Regions from separate parts of the Gossypium hirsutum genome. Here region 2 is linked to region 1. Evidence: chromatin contacts called from public Hi-C data. All regions are on one chromosome and are shown on one strand. Each heading gives the region's core, a stretch centred on a gene start, on an enhancer-like site or on the middle of the called end of the contact. The rest is flanking DNA. Distances are from core to core; before and after follow the strand shown.

Region 1 (4,499 bases), core at 1,440-3,939:
CACATATACTTTTGTAAACTACTTATTTAAAATATATGTAATAATGCAACAAATAATTTGAAATTAATAATAATATACAAACTTAAAAGGGATAAATCTTAAAATTATATATGAACTTTGACTTAATGCGTAATTGTATACATGAATTTTAACTTGGTACAATTATATACGTGAAACTCAAATTATGGTTCAAATGTATAGTAGAAATTTAATCATACATATTTAAAGAAATAAATACATCAATTTATTTTTATATTGGATAAATATAATTATTTATGTATGCAATATATAAATATAAAATAATGTTATATCAATAATTGTGTTAATAATTTACAAGAATTGAATCAAATAAAAATTTATATGTAATTACACTTAAATCAACTTAAAATAAAATATTAAACATTATTAATAAAAATATTTAACATTTTATGTTATATAACACTGCACTCTACATTTTTTTATTTTATTTTTCAAAATAAGAAAAGCTTATTTTATAACTTTTCAAGTGGGATAATGCATACTAAAAAGAAATTATATTAATTGGTGAACCTAAATTTAATGAGGAAATTATATTAATTAGTAATTCTATCACATATGTATGCATGTAGAATGCATTTAGAACAAAAGTAAGCATTGTGAAAAAAACATCTGTCGAAACCTTTTTGGAAATCAACTTTTTTATTTAAAAAAAACGAAAATAGAGTCACCACCAATCATTTTTAATTAGATGTGATTGGATCACCTCAAAACTTAGTAATTTTAATAAAATGTTAGGTTTACTAAAACAATGATTTTTGGTCTACAAAATCCAAGAAATGGGTTCGGGAGTCGGTTACAAATGAGGAAGGACTAGCACCCTCATAATGCCCAAAATTGGTACCTAGTTGATTACTTAATGTTTTGTCACCCTCATAACGCCCAAAAAGGTCATGTCTTATAAGTTAGGGCACGACATTTCAAATCCTCGAAAATAAGATTGCTCATTATTTAATTATTATTTAAATCTTATGTGTTTTTAGTTGTAAAAAGGATGTTCGATTATTTAGGTTCAAAGAGAGAGTCGAACCCCATAAGTTAAGGCACAACTTCTCGAATTTCTAAATAAAGAACGTTGCCTCGGTTTTAAAAATATCCTTTTTTATGCATTGAGTAAAAATCATGTAACATTTAAAGCTATGTGCATTTAACTTATTTGGGTATAATATGAAAATGGACAAATATATTTAAACATGATACATGATATAGTGATAGCAAAATAATATAAAATAGCCATGTGGGCAAAATATCAATATTAAAATGATAAATAATGAATAAATAAATACCATAATAATAATGCAACTATAATAATAATAAAAATATTAATTCATAATACTAATAGCAATAGTCATATCACTATCATAATACCAAAATAAATAAATAAATAAAAATATGTAATAACCACCTAAAAAATGCATAAAAAAAGAATATAAACATCATAAATTTTAAGTGCTAAAAAAAAGTAAGTAAAGGGGTGAAATTAAATAAATGAATGATTAAATGGAAATTTAAATGAAATTTAAAGTATGAATTATATAAATAAATAAAGCAAAAAAAAGGACTAAAATAGAACATACGAAAAGGAACAAGAACCAAATGGGTAGTTATCCCACCCATATTACACGTGTCCTTCCCTCGGAGGGTCAATAGTGGGTCAAGGGACTAAATTGCACAAGAGTAAAATAAAAGGGAAAAAATAGAAATTAAATAATGAATTGTAGGATGAAATTGTAAAATAACAAAAAAGATGGAGGGTCAAATAAGCAATTAGACCCTCCCCTTGAAAACGTACGGATCCTAAGGGAATTTGGTTTGGGTCATTGGGTTGTGTTTAAAACGATGTCATTTTGGGGCCTCTAGAGCCTAGCCAAAACGACATTGCATCCTGGTCCTTATATATACCAAAAAGTTCTAAAAAAAAAATCATTTCTAAACTTATTCTTTTAAAAAAAAACTTTAGGCCCCTTTTTTTCTCTCATCCCTTCCATATCCGGCCCTGGTGTTGGCGAGTCTCAACTGTGGCCATCGATCATCGACAACAGAGACTGCTGCCTCTGATGGCCGAAGATCGCAAAAAAAAGCCTTTTGTCCCTATCTTTTGGGGAATTCGAATTTGGGGTCAAAATCCCTAGCTCCGGTCAAAGTTCAACAACAAAAAAATGGCCCTTTCGGTTTCTAGTCGTCCTCTGACGCGGCCTTAGGCGAACCCCCAAGGGTTTTGCAGCCTTCTAAGCCATAGAAGACTCCGACGACAGTAATAGAGGTAAAAACAAACCTTTCGTATTCTTTTATATATATATGCAATATTCGAAAAAATAAAAAAAGAAAAATACCTTTAAAAAAAACTATTATAGTTTCTTTCTGTATTTCTCTTTCGATTGTCTGTAAAAAGATGCATTTGTTGTTATGGCTTTTATAGCCGAACATATTACAGGATATTCATTTTTATTTTTCCTTTTTTTATTGTTGTTTCTGTTACTGTTTCTGTCTCTTTCTTCTTGCAAGTCGTTATGGTGGTCAACGACAATAGGGAGTCGCACCCTTGCCATTTCAGTGAAATGATGGCAATGGAGGCAATCCTCAGGCAATGTATTCACTGACATGGCCAGAAACAGCGGCGCATAGGGGATCTAGAGTTTTTTGATTAGTTTAGGTTTTTTGGGCTTGGACTTAGGTGTCTTGGGTATTTAGGATTTTGTAAATGGACTTTTGTTAATGGACTCTATTATTTCTATTTATTTATTTTTGTCTGGACCAGATAAAATTGGGTCATTATAACATCTATTAAATAATGAAATATCTAGTTTGAAATTAATATGAAACATATATATTAAGTTGAACAACTAAAAAAGTCATTATGCAATTGAGAGTATGAAATAGTAATAGTCTGCTGCCCTAGCACGCATTGTCTGCCGCCTCTGGCATGAGTTATTAGGTTTTTTGGTTGTTTTCGTTCTGGTGTTTTATTTGTTTCAAATCTTGATGATCGTCAATTTCTGAATATTCCCTCTCTGTTCTCTTGAAGGCGGGCGAGTTCCATCGTTTTTGTACAGATCCTGCAAGTATGGAGACCGGATTAGCAAATCTTTCGATTAATGAAGAAGAAGAAATTTTGATTGTCCAGGAAGAACCATCTACACAAAAAGAAGGAATAGATTATTAGCTTGTGGGTTGCTTTGGGGGAGGATCATCTATTGGTTATGGGAAGGAAAGATTAAGATCCTTTCAAGGAAAAGTAGCTATAGAGTATGACGTGGAAGATGAAACTTTTATTGGGGATGAGGGGAAAAACGGAACAGGGTTGAGATGGAGGACACTACCTTTTTATCATCGGCGACTGCCAAAAGGTCAGCCGACCGGAAGCAATGAAAATCTTAAGTTGGAACGTCCGTGGTTTGGGGAGACAACGGACGGTTAAAAGACTTCGGTATTTACTGAAGATAAATAATCCCCAAATAGTCTTTTTCATGGAGACAAAATTAAGTATAAAATAGTTAGAAATTGTTCGTAGAAGATGTGGTTTCTTACACGGGATTGAAGTTGCAGCTGAGGGTACGAGAGGAGGTTTATGTTTAACATGGAGAACTGACACGGATTTAATACTACGTAGTTTTTCTAAAAGACACATTGATGTGTTAGTTGAAGATAAAGAAAAAGGAGTTAAATGGAGATTTACAGGCTTTTATGGTTCTTCATATGCACAGGACAGAAACGATTCATGTGAAGTTTTGAAGAAATTAGCAGTGGGTGAGGCAATTCCATGGTTGGTGTGTGGCGATTTTAACAAAATCATGTATGGATTCGAGAAGAAATGAGGACTACCTAGAGATGAAAGAAGGATGGAGTTATTCAGGAAAATGCTTGAAGATTGTCACCTATATGATGTGGGTTTTGTGGGCCGCTGGTTCACTTGGGAGAGGGGTAATTTACCAGAGACAAATATTCAAGAACGTCTCGACAGAAGAGTGGCTAACACAGAGTGGATTATGCTGTTTCCTAATGTGAAAGTTCAACATTTCACTCATACGTTTTCAGATCACTATCCTCTTCTTTTAGATACCAGAAAATCTGAAGATCTAGGTTGGATTAGTAATTTTAGATTTGAAGCCTGGTGGTTTATGGAGGAGTCCTTTATTAATGAGGTTAAACTTTTGTGGGAAAATTCTTCAAGGGAATTGCTTCAGAGATTGGCGAATTTAAAAGAAGGTCTGAAAAAATGGGCTAGAAGAATCCAATTTAACAAGAAGAGATCTAAACGAGTTCTGACAGAAAAGCTTGAAGAATTGGTTATAGCAGAAAGGGACGATAAGACTTTAGCTGAATTGATCGATACAATGATAAGTCTTAATTTTGAGATTGAAAAAGACGAGTGCTATTGGGAACAAAGGGTCAGAACAAATTGGTTGAAGTTTGGAGATAAAAATACAAAATTCTTTCACAGTCATGCTTCACACCGAAAGAAG
Region 2 (4,499 bases), core at 1,193-3,692, 330 kb before region 1:
GTATGTGATATAGGGTTGCGTGCGGACCAAGATCGAGTTGCCAAGTCACGGGAAACTCCTACGAAAGCTCTAAACAATCAGATCTGAAACGAAACAGAAAATTAAAAGATTAGAACTTTGAATTTCCAGATCTGAAATAAAATCCCCAAATCAACAAAGAGTCGAATTGAGAATAGAAATAAGTGTTAATAAGGGTTCTTGAAACCTTAAAGGAGATTGCGATTCTGCCCAATTGAATACCAAGATAGTTTTCCCCAAATTTCGGCAATCTAATTTCACCCAAAAAGAGTATGGCAAGAACCCTAGAAATTGGGATTTTTTTTAATCGATTATGTGCTGCCAACAAGAGATCGATTAAACGAAGAGTTCTTGGAGTTTAAACAAATCTGAAACGCGACAAAGAACAACAAAGAGATTAGATCAAGATTCGGCACAATAAAAAACAAATAAAAGAACTTGAACAGCAAGAATTAAATTAAAGTCCTAAAAAGCCTTGAAATCTCGAAAGATTTCACAACTCCCTTCAAACGGCTCTAATCTCCCCTCCAAAGAATATCAATGGCAAGAAGAAGGCTGAAGATGGCTCCCACAATCAAAAGATTGTTAAAACAACTTCTAAAGAAAACCCAAGAGAGAATCTTTGGAGAAAAACTCAAAGAGAATTCTGCACTTAAACAAATCTGAAATTTTTGATATAATTGATAAGTTTCTAACAAGGTGGCTGGCCAAGCCTTTATATAGGCTTTTCAAATATTTTTCTAATCTAATTAGAAAACTAAAACTAAAAAAACTCCTAATTATTTTAATTTTAAATGGAAATTCGGCCAATGGCTTTTAATTGGGCCTCTTGGACTGAATATTTACATAAAAATTTAAACTAAGTATTTAAAAAAATAAAACTTTACAAATTGGGTCACTTTGACAATTTAGCCTGATTTTCAAGTAAGCATGGTTTGTCTTCTTGTTTGGGCTTGGATTGAGCCTTTGTAACTCGTATCAGTATGAAATATGTATGAAAACTCCCTAGGGCGATTCCTTAGGTCAACTCTCCTTCTAATGAGGTTACAAGGTTGTTTATATAGGCAAAACTAGGTAAAAATCCAATAGACTAAAGTGTCACTTCAATTATAATGTTAATTAGGGTTTTAGGTTGGAAAAAGACCCGTAATTGCCATAAAAATCCCAGTCATCATGCACAGGAATTTTAGGTAGCGTAGAAGCTATGTCTCGACATGCACACCCCTATGCCGTAACACGCACATCTTGTTTCGTCCTAGGATTTCGTTTTTGGCTTCGAAGTTTTGTGTCGCGACAAAACATATTTTTGTTGCAATACGACCATCGTTCTTTGTATTCTTTGGCCTAAAATGGCACCTTACACACTCAAATAACCCATTAATCATTCCCGAGGCCCAAGTTGGCCTAACATGTTGTTGAAACACTTAAAACATATGTAAAAATATTTATTTTGCTAATATTTAGATCTAAGCTACTAATACTGAAAAATACAATAAATAAACATAAAACAACTAAAAAACATGCTCGTTAAGTGTCGAAAGGGACTTAAATTGCCACTACGATTTATGGTAAGTCATAAGTCTTGATAATCCAATATTCATCCTGATTACATAAACATAAAAAATTAAAAAAATAATATTAACAACTTAATAATTATATTAATTCAAATGCAAATATAGTAATAATTTCTTACCATTTGTAATTGGACACCAGAAATGTGTTTGTAATTCAAATGAATTAGACGCATTGACATTTTAAAATTTTTTAAAATTATGAAAATAAAATAAAATCAAAGAAATTACAAAATAGAAAATTGAGAGAACAAGAATTTGAAAGAAATTGAATGAGAAAATTTGAGAATAAAGGAATTAAGGGAATTGAGAGAATAAGATTAAATGAAAAGAAATAACAATAGGCAGGGTATATATACGAAAAAGAAAATGACTATTGGAGAAAGAAATGGCTGTTTGTGAACTAGTTGTTGGTCACAACGGTTAGAAAATCAACAGTTGAGATTTTTTAACCTTTGGGAATCCAATGGTTTATATAAGGCTTTTTTTGAAATCCGATTTTGGGACGGGGCGACACCACATGGTTAAAACGCACGCGTTTTCAACCTCTCTACTCCACGTCACTTGAAAGCGCGTTTTATAAGGCATGTTTTTGTCCTCTCTCTTTAAAATGACCTATTTTCTTAATTTTCGAGAAAAATAGACTAAATCCCTAATTTTTCTTTAAATTTGGCATATACATCTAATTTTACCTATATATATTATATAATTTATTAAGAAACTAAAAGTTATATTATATATATGTGAAAAAATATTTAAAAATATCAATGAACACTTGTATCTATAGATACTAATATTAAAACAAAAATAATATATTGATGGCCCAAATTCGATTCTACCCTTGAGAAAAATTTATCACATGTGAAGTCTCTCTTCAAAAACTATTCTAATTTGAATCCGGATTTATTCCGGATATTAATCTAATTCCGTTTTTTTTTAAACTAAAAGGAAAACCAACAATAAAACCGAAAGCTTCTTACGCTAAACCCCTCATTCTACACCCGTACGGCTACACGCGTCCTTAAACCCCTAAAAATGTCATCTCTAACTCGCGTCCTCCGCCGCGCCTTCTCCACAACCCCAAATCCACAGCCCGACTCCGTTCGGAAATTCTCGGAGGATCTCTACAAAGAGCGGGACCTCAAGCGTCTCGTTGAAAAGTTCAAGAAATCTTGCGAATACAGCCGCTTCCGCAGACGAAGCGGCATCTATGAAGATATTGTTCGTCGCCTTGCTTCAGCTGGGCGCTTCCAATGGATCGAAGAAGTCCTAGAAGATCAGAAGAAATACCAAGATATTTCCAAAGAAGGCTTTAGTGCTAGATTAATCCATTTGTATGGTAAATCGGGCATGTTTGAGCAAGCTTACAAGGTGTTTGATGAAATGCCGAATAGAGGATTGCTGTCTTTCAATGCTCTTATGGGAGCTTGCGTGAATGCCAAAAAGTTTGATAAGGTTAATGGGTTTTTCAAGGAGTTGCCGGAAAGGTTGTCAGTTGAGCCAGATTTGGTTTCTTATAATACGGTTATAAAGGCTTTCTGTGAGATGGGTTCTTTAGATTCTGCTAGATTGATGCTTGATGAGATGGAGAAGAAGGGTGTGCAGCCGGATGAGATTACTTTTAACACGCTTTTATATGAGTTTTTTAAGAATGGAAGGTTTGATGATGGGGAGAAGATATGGGGTAAAATGGTGGAGAAAAATGTGGAGCCTGATATTAGGAGTTATAATGCTAAGTTGCTTGGATTTTCAACTGAAAAGAAAATGAAAGAGGCAGTTAACTTGGTTGAAGAAATGAGGAGTAAAGGACTTAAGCTTGATGTGTTTACCTTCAATTATATGATTAGAGCATGTGTTAATGAGGGAAAATTGGAAGAAGCTAAAGAGTGGTATAATCAAATAGGGAAAAATGAATGTGCACCAGATAAGCTGACTTTTACGATGTTAGTTCCATTCCTTTGTGAGAAGGGTGATTTGAGTTTTGCCATTGAGCTGTGCAAGGAGATTTTTGGTAGAAAGAAATTGGTTGATGCTGCATTGTTGCAGCGAGTGGTGGATGAATTGGTCAAAGCCTCCAAGGTTGAAGATGCAAAGGAACTGGTGAAGCTTGCTAAGACGAATAATTTCTGTCGTTATAAGCTGAAAATGCCTGCAGAGTAGTGCCATGGTTTTACCATAGCTATTTTATCTTTCATTATAGTTAATCTAGTCTGAACGAGTATCTAAAAGCAAGTAGGTTTTTTTACCTCTTGCAGCCAACTACTTTCATGTTAGTGGTGGAGGTAATATTGATCTGTTTTCTAGTCAGTGATTTAGTTTTTCTGAGTTGCTTCATAATTTCCTATCATCTGCAGCTTTAGCTTTTGGTATTGAACCTCAAAGTTACATGATGAATTGAATTTTGGAACTGAAACTTTGATAATCATCTTTGTTTTGCAGTTGGTATTTTATATTAGCTCTGTTTTGGGATCAAAATGAATTGTATGATTTTGGGATGCGCCTGTTCTCTCTACTTGAATTTCAACTTTGAGTGATATTTGTGGTTCTTCTCCTGTGCCTACGAACTGATGAGTTAAGGAATGATAACTTGTTTACAAATTAAGCTTGGAGGATCATTTTCTTATCAACTTTTGTGAACTTTAATGGAATCTAAGGGGAAACAGTTCAGTCTAAACATTCCGACTGCAACGAAGCTAGGCAAAAAGTGTGCCTTGTTTACCAACAAATCTTAAATTGATTGGTTATTAGTTTAAACAAGTTTCAATTTCGTTAAGTGGTAAAGGTTCCTTCAGATAGCATAGAAATTAAAGTGTCTCTACAAACGATGAACAAAGCTATCTTACATCAAAATATCATTAAGCATTCTCTTAGCCCAGCTTGGCAAGAACATCATTCAGACTAGATACGGTC

What was found. A called contact is a pair of places that touch in the nucleus more often than the background predicts.
Region 2: a contact with region 1 is called in a Hi-C map of leaf, with 2.4 times the contacts expected there. The contact joins the promoter of LOC107901777 here to the enhancer-like site in region 1. A contact is called at or near these places in 4 of 34 Hi-C or Micro-C datasets (callus, leaf and petal).

The regions. Positions count from the first base shown.
Region 1 is chrD06:41,515,446-41,519,944 of Gossypium_hirsutum_v2.1, reverse strand. It overlaps LOC121218541 (a long non-coding RNA gene), which reads right to left. Exons shown (of 2, transcript XR_005914922.1): 2 at 3,926-4,499. Among protein-coding and RNA genes, the nearest start is that of LOC121218541, 4.2 kb to the right of the region's middle. Within about 2 kb of position 2,689, at least 8 of the 9 cell types and tissues checked have an H3K27ac peak or open chromatin away from gene starts, as enhancers often do. A contact at or near this core is called in leaf, where this site is marked.
Region 2 is chrD06:41,847,014-41,851,512 of Gossypium_hirsutum_v2.1, reverse strand. It overlaps LOC107901777 (pentatricopeptide repeat-containing protein At3g13160, mitochondrial), which reads left to right and starts at 2,442. Exons shown (of 1, transcript XM_016827922.2): 1 at 2,442-4,084. The coding sequence starts at 2,625. The coding sequence ends at 3,749. LOC107901779 (oxygen-evolving enhancer protein 3, chloroplastic) reads right to left here. Exons shown (of 3, transcript XM_016827923.2): 3 at 4,354-4,499. The coding sequence ends at 4,457.